Linked DNA regions of Sus scrofa: region 2 is linked to region 1. Evidence: chromatin contacts called from public Hi-C data. All regions are on one chromosome and are shown on one strand. The core of a region is the stretch at or near the end of the contact, and the rest is flanking DNA. Distances in the headings are between cores, read along the strand shown.

Region 1 (2,700 bases), core at 185-2,684:
TGTAATAGTTTCATATTCTCTCTCAAGGGACTGACCGGGCAGGTGGGTGTCATTTCACACATAGCAGTGACTCTTTGTTGCTTCAAAGTCATCACACTTTCAACCTGAAGAAAATGACTGAGATTTACTTTGGACAACACAAACTAATACTGATGTGTCATCACTGATGAAATAAATACCAGCGATAGCCTAGAAAGATTGATTTGAAAGCATGTCTGTCTCTTCCTCCCAAGATTGTGTATTAATGTACATAAGTATTCTAACCAATATTAGTTATGGTCCAGGGACTTACTTTAAATTCAGGCTTAAAAACAATGTGGCTTACAAATTGTTTCCTTATGGTTTTCTTATTTTTTATTATCACTTTGCTCTAAACTTCTATGGTGCTTTCTGGACAATCTTCAGGCCCTAGGCATGCATGTGCCTGTGCACACACATGTGCATACACACACACACATATAGCTCTAAGAGTTGAGATACCTATGTATTAATTTAGTTTGTTATGGAAAAGTGCTCTGATGATCCTAAAATATGCTCTTGACCCATATAAGACCAGAGGCCTTCAACGACTAAACTTTTAATTCATCTGCCTCATTCATACTGGGTTAGCATAAATTTAGCAAGAAGCCAACCTGGCCATTATTACTATACATGTTTAAGGTAAAAATGTTGAGGGTTCTTACCGGGCTGCGCCTCTGTGATCAGCAAAAAGGAAGAGAGAACAGACACCTAGTCAGAGAATGATGGATCAGTCAACAGGCTTGGGTAATAGAAGATTTCATAAACAACTACCTGAACACAGGCTCCAAGTAATAAGGCCAAAGGAAGACAGGCAGTCATGGTGTTTGTGGCTTATTTAAACCATAAGGAGGTTCTGGATAACCTTATGGAGACTCTATCTATCGTATAACACAGCTTCACTAGTGAGGATGTACTAGTTTCAGATATGTGTACACAAGGATGAAGCAGAACCATACAGGAAAACTTTGCTGACAGCTTTAAATATCTTGTCATAGGAATTTTTCTCCATATTGTTTGGGGAGGGAGTTTTAGAGCTAAGGCACTACAGTGAAAACTGTTCCCCCACCCAACAGGGGGTCAGCAAACATCACAGACATAATGCATTTCCCGTGTATTGGAGCTTTAATCAAGAGTCTCCAAAAATCAGAGAGCAGGACTAGAAAGACCTCTTTTCTGCCTGGCTCTTCTCTTTAGTGTTCTGTGGAATGAATGCGGATGAGGACTTTTTTTTAAAGTGTATGCTCTTGGCCTGGTGATTTGGGGAGCCTCTATCAACGGATATAATGGGATGCGGATGATGAGGCGCTCCTGACAAGCACAGGTGGGGAGGATGAAAACTGTCCAGCACCAACAGCATGCTGGTGGACCAGATGATGCCTGGAGAAAGACGACATGCTTGCTGACACGTGACTTCTGTCTCCAACTCCTCCAACCCTGATCACGGATGATATTAATACTCCCCAGCAATCTCTGGTCGTTCTCCCTCTATAGGATTTTCAGCAGTTCCAAGAGTGCCTATGATGTGAGTGGGGAAAGAGCTGTTGTTTGAAGTTTCACTTTCAGTTTATGGGTTAGCTCATGAATTTCCCAGAAGCTGCCTGGGATCCAGTTGCTGCCAAATCTCAAAATCCAGGCAGGAAGCACAGAAGTAGTGAAACGGTTGCTTAAATGAAAAAGAGGGTTCTACTCTCCAGAACACAAACCAGAAATAAAACCTATAGTCTTTTATACCTTTTATACCTGGAAGCCTCCATGGATAGATATTAGTCCAACTGCCTCAATGATATAAGAGGGAAATGAGGCTCTGAGACCCACAGCTGGGAAATGGGTAGAACCAGACACGGAGTTTAGATCTTGGATTCTTAGATCTCCAATTCTCACGTTCTTGCTAAGACACCAAGCCTGACATTGTTGGAGAACTCCTAAAGCAGAGAGCCAGGAATGGTTAATTCTCAGATGGCTACTGGTAAGTAGCTAGGATTTTAGACATATTTACACAGGTCAATTTTACTTGTAGTATTTTAGACTTTACTCTTTGTCATATTTTCCTGCTTTTGACTTATTGATCCCTTCTTTCTTATAAATCTGTCTATATGCATGACACTATTTAAATAAAATTTGAAAAAAAGAAGACTTTTTAATATATATATTTCTGGCTTTAAATTCTTTTGCTGAAGAATTCATACTGTGTTGTGAGAGAAATTTGAGCACTATTTTATATAAAGATTTAGATTTTATAATTCTTTTATGACCAGGCTAAAGTTCTTCTCTAAAGAAGGAAATGTGGAAATTTATATTTTATCTTTAATTTTATAGCAAACAATTCATTCTTAAAAGCTGCATAAAATATAACAGAGGGATTAAAAGTGACACAATTTCCCTCAAAAAGGTTATGAGAAATAATACAAAATAAAATGTACATGGCAACCACATAGAGGCAGAAACTTAAGTTCAAGAAGCTTTATTAATTTAAGATTCTAGAGGACAATGCTTTTCAAAATAATTCCAGTTATATTCACCGAAATTCAGTCCAATAAGTTAGAAACCTATATATTCTAAGTCATTGTTCCTCTTTGTATTTTTTCTAGTTAAAAGATAACAGGATTAAAAAAAAAGGAACATCAAAAAACAGCTGCTCAGATTCATGTCATCACAGCTTATTGACCAGAATCCAGAAGA
Region 2 (2,700 bases), core at 9-2,508, 380 kb after region 1:
GGGTCATCTTCTCTGTCCCCAGGATCGCCCTACAAATATGGCACCTTATTCATTAACTATGTGGGAGCAACTGGTGATGATTAAGCACCTGCCTAGTACCGCGCATGACCTGAGACTTAGGAATCCAGGGCTAGATAACACCTGCATCCTGTGTGCCCCTTCTCTAGGGTTGGCTTTTACTTTGGGGTCTTTGGGGTCTTATTTAGCACATTATTTTCCTTTCTACCTTGGTCTTTAGCTAGAAGCCCCCCTTTAATTTCATCTAGTAAACTTCCGGTTTGTACAAGGACTAAGTGACTATAAAAAGAACACGGACAAGAGAGAAAGCATCCTTTGAGTGATGACCATCTGTCAGGCTCTGCGTGACATCTCATTTAATTCTTGTAACAAGACTTGAGGCAAATACTCTTATTCCCATTTTATGGATGACATCAAGGCTCAGAGCAGGTAAGCAACTGCATAACGAGCACATCGCTAATACATACGTGGAAGAACTAAAACCATCTGATTCCAAAAAATATGTGCTTTTAACTATTGTCTCCTATTTTATGAGGACCCCGTGTTGTGGATTGAATAATAAGAATTCATGATCCTCTCAAATTTAAACATCATAGGGAAGACAGAAAAATATTTAAACACTGTAGTAGATATCAGAAATATAGAATGAGAAATATCAGCAGTTGATACTTAATGGGATGCAAACGAGAAGTGACAATTACAGAGGAGACAAAGAAAAGGCGTGATGGAATGGGTGGTGTTGGAGAGGAACTAGGAAGGGCAGCCTTTAAAAGGTGTGCGTGGTCTACAGCATAAATGGACAGAACATTGTAAATCTATAACTGTAATAAAAAATATAAAAAAAATCACAAATTAAAAAAATAAAATAGTGGAAAGAAAAAAATAAAAGGCGCACATGGTCAAGGCAACTACTGAGAGCAATGCAAAAACAAATGCACAGGAAGTATGGAACACTGAGATGCCCTGTGGCTGTTTGGGTAGAGCTGAGCGCACAACAGATGCCTGTAGAAGGTAAGACTTGAAGGCACTATCTTAGCCATCATAGCCATAGTACGGACATCGTGGACAACAGCTGTGGAGTCAATGCTTAACTGAGAAAATGAGCCAGTGAAGGGAAAATGAGCCAGTGAAGGTTTTTAGTCAGATGTGAGAATAGAAAAGTGCTTTAGAACGTGAAGCACTATGGACACCAGGAGATGGATGGGAGAGAGGACAGAGCCAGGAAGAGCAGCTGGGGGACATCGCAGTCATTCAGATGAGAAGAAATTGGCAAGGCCGAGGGAGAAACAGGAAAAGACCATTGGAGGAGACCCTGAACGTCTTGCCAAGGACTTGACACTTAATTGGATAAGGGGCCATAAAGAAACAGTACTTTCAGTTTTAAAAAGGGGTATCTGGGAAAATAGTGAAGTTGTGAGTCGAAATTAACAAGTGAGGAGGTGGAGAAGACACGTCACTTTCCCACATGTTGAGTTCTAAGATCCTCCTTGATATCCTGGGGGAAAGAGCAAGTGGGGAGCCTAAAACATGTGGCTTAGAGCTGGAGATTTAGGATTTACCTACACTGATGGGGGCTGTTAAAGCAATGGCAGGGCGTGGCTTCCTGAGGTGGGGGCATAAAGAGGAAGAACCTCAGGGTTCTTGCAGGCGAGCCAAAATGAGAGAGGGAGTAGAGTTAAGAGAGGAGCATCTGTGATAAGTGTAGGGAGGTAAACTCTTACAAGAACGACCCCTTCCCAAGCTATTTTTTGGAGACGAACTTTGAACGGGTGAAATACAGGGCTATTTGTTTAGATGTCTGCTGTGGAGTTCATGCTCTTCAGAAGACATCGGGGCGAGCTGGGGATAAGAGAACAGAGTTAGAGTTAAGAAGATCTTCTACGGCTGCTGGATTTTTGGAGTCTAAATGCCCAACAAAAGGTATATAATAGAAGCAAGGTCATACGTATGTAGTACCTAAAGCTCACATATTGTTGAGTAAATTGGGAGTTACTAAAACTATACAAACTAATGACTAGAGGGTTTTATAAAAAATAAAAAACAAACAACAACAACAACCAAAAGCATTAAGAGAAGCACCATGTCAAAATGACTTTACCATTATGCAACTCTGGAAGTCTAGGAGAGCAGGACATTCAGAGGCAAGAGATGAACATGCCAATCCCCAGCCCTGGGTCCCTTAAAGAACTTGAGCTGTAAAAGCTAATGACCACGTCAGACAGTAGCTGCTAGAAAAATGATCAGATAATTTATAGATAATTCATAGCAAGAAGAGGAAAGAAACAAAACAAGACGAAACTCCTATTTGAGTATAGCCAGATTATTTACAAAACTATTCTAAATTTTAAAAACCTTAATTTGATTTTTATTAATAATAAAACGGCATGAATGAACCACTTGGTTGGTTATGAAAACTGTGTTTTCCAAACCAGCAGAGAGGGCAGTGCCTCTGAGGAACAAGGCCAGATATTCAGAACCATAGCAAGAGCACCATCTAGTGGCAAAACTAGCACATTACAGCACATTACAATTTTGTAGGAAAATTGGAAGATGAGAAGCCTGTGAATTGAGTGTAGGTCTGCTCTCAACAATAAATGCTTTTCTTGAAAGCAAACATGCCACTTCCTACTGTTATACTCTGTACTTTATCAATTTGACCTTTCTCTGTTTCATACCTACACA

The links. Hi-C and Micro-C count contacts between places; a contact is called where the count stands out from the background.
Region 2: a contact with region 1 is called in a Hi-C map of retroperitoneal adipose tissue, with 2.2 times the contacts expected there. The contact joins two enhancer-like sites. A contact is called at or near these places in 2 of 47 Hi-C or Micro-C datasets (retroperitoneal adipose tissue and subcutaneous adipose tissue).

The regions. Positions count from the first base shown.
Region 1 is chr6:145,910,562-145,913,261 of Sscrofa11.1, forward strand. All of the region lies in intron 8 of SGIP1 (SH3-containing GRB2-like protein 3-interacting protein 1), which reads right to left. Among named protein-coding and RNA genes, the nearest start is that of TCTEX1D1, 98 kb to the left of the region's middle. Within about 2 kb of position 1,435, at least 10 of the 83 cell types and tissues checked have an H3K27ac peak or open chromatin away from gene starts, as enhancers often do. A contact at or near this core is called in retroperitoneal adipose tissue, where this site is marked.
Region 2 is chr6:146,292,808-146,295,507 of Sscrofa11.1, forward strand. The region is part of intron 5 of PDE4B (phosphodiesterase 4B); the gene reads right to left. The region is part of intron 2 of LOC102162258 (a long non-coding RNA gene); the gene reads left to right. Among named protein-coding and RNA genes, the nearest start is that of SGIP1, 240 kb to the left of the region's middle. Within about 2 kb of position 1,259, at least 22 of the 83 cell types and tissues checked have an H3K27ac peak or open chromatin away from gene starts, as enhancers often do. A contact at or near this core is called in retroperitoneal adipose tissue, where this site is marked.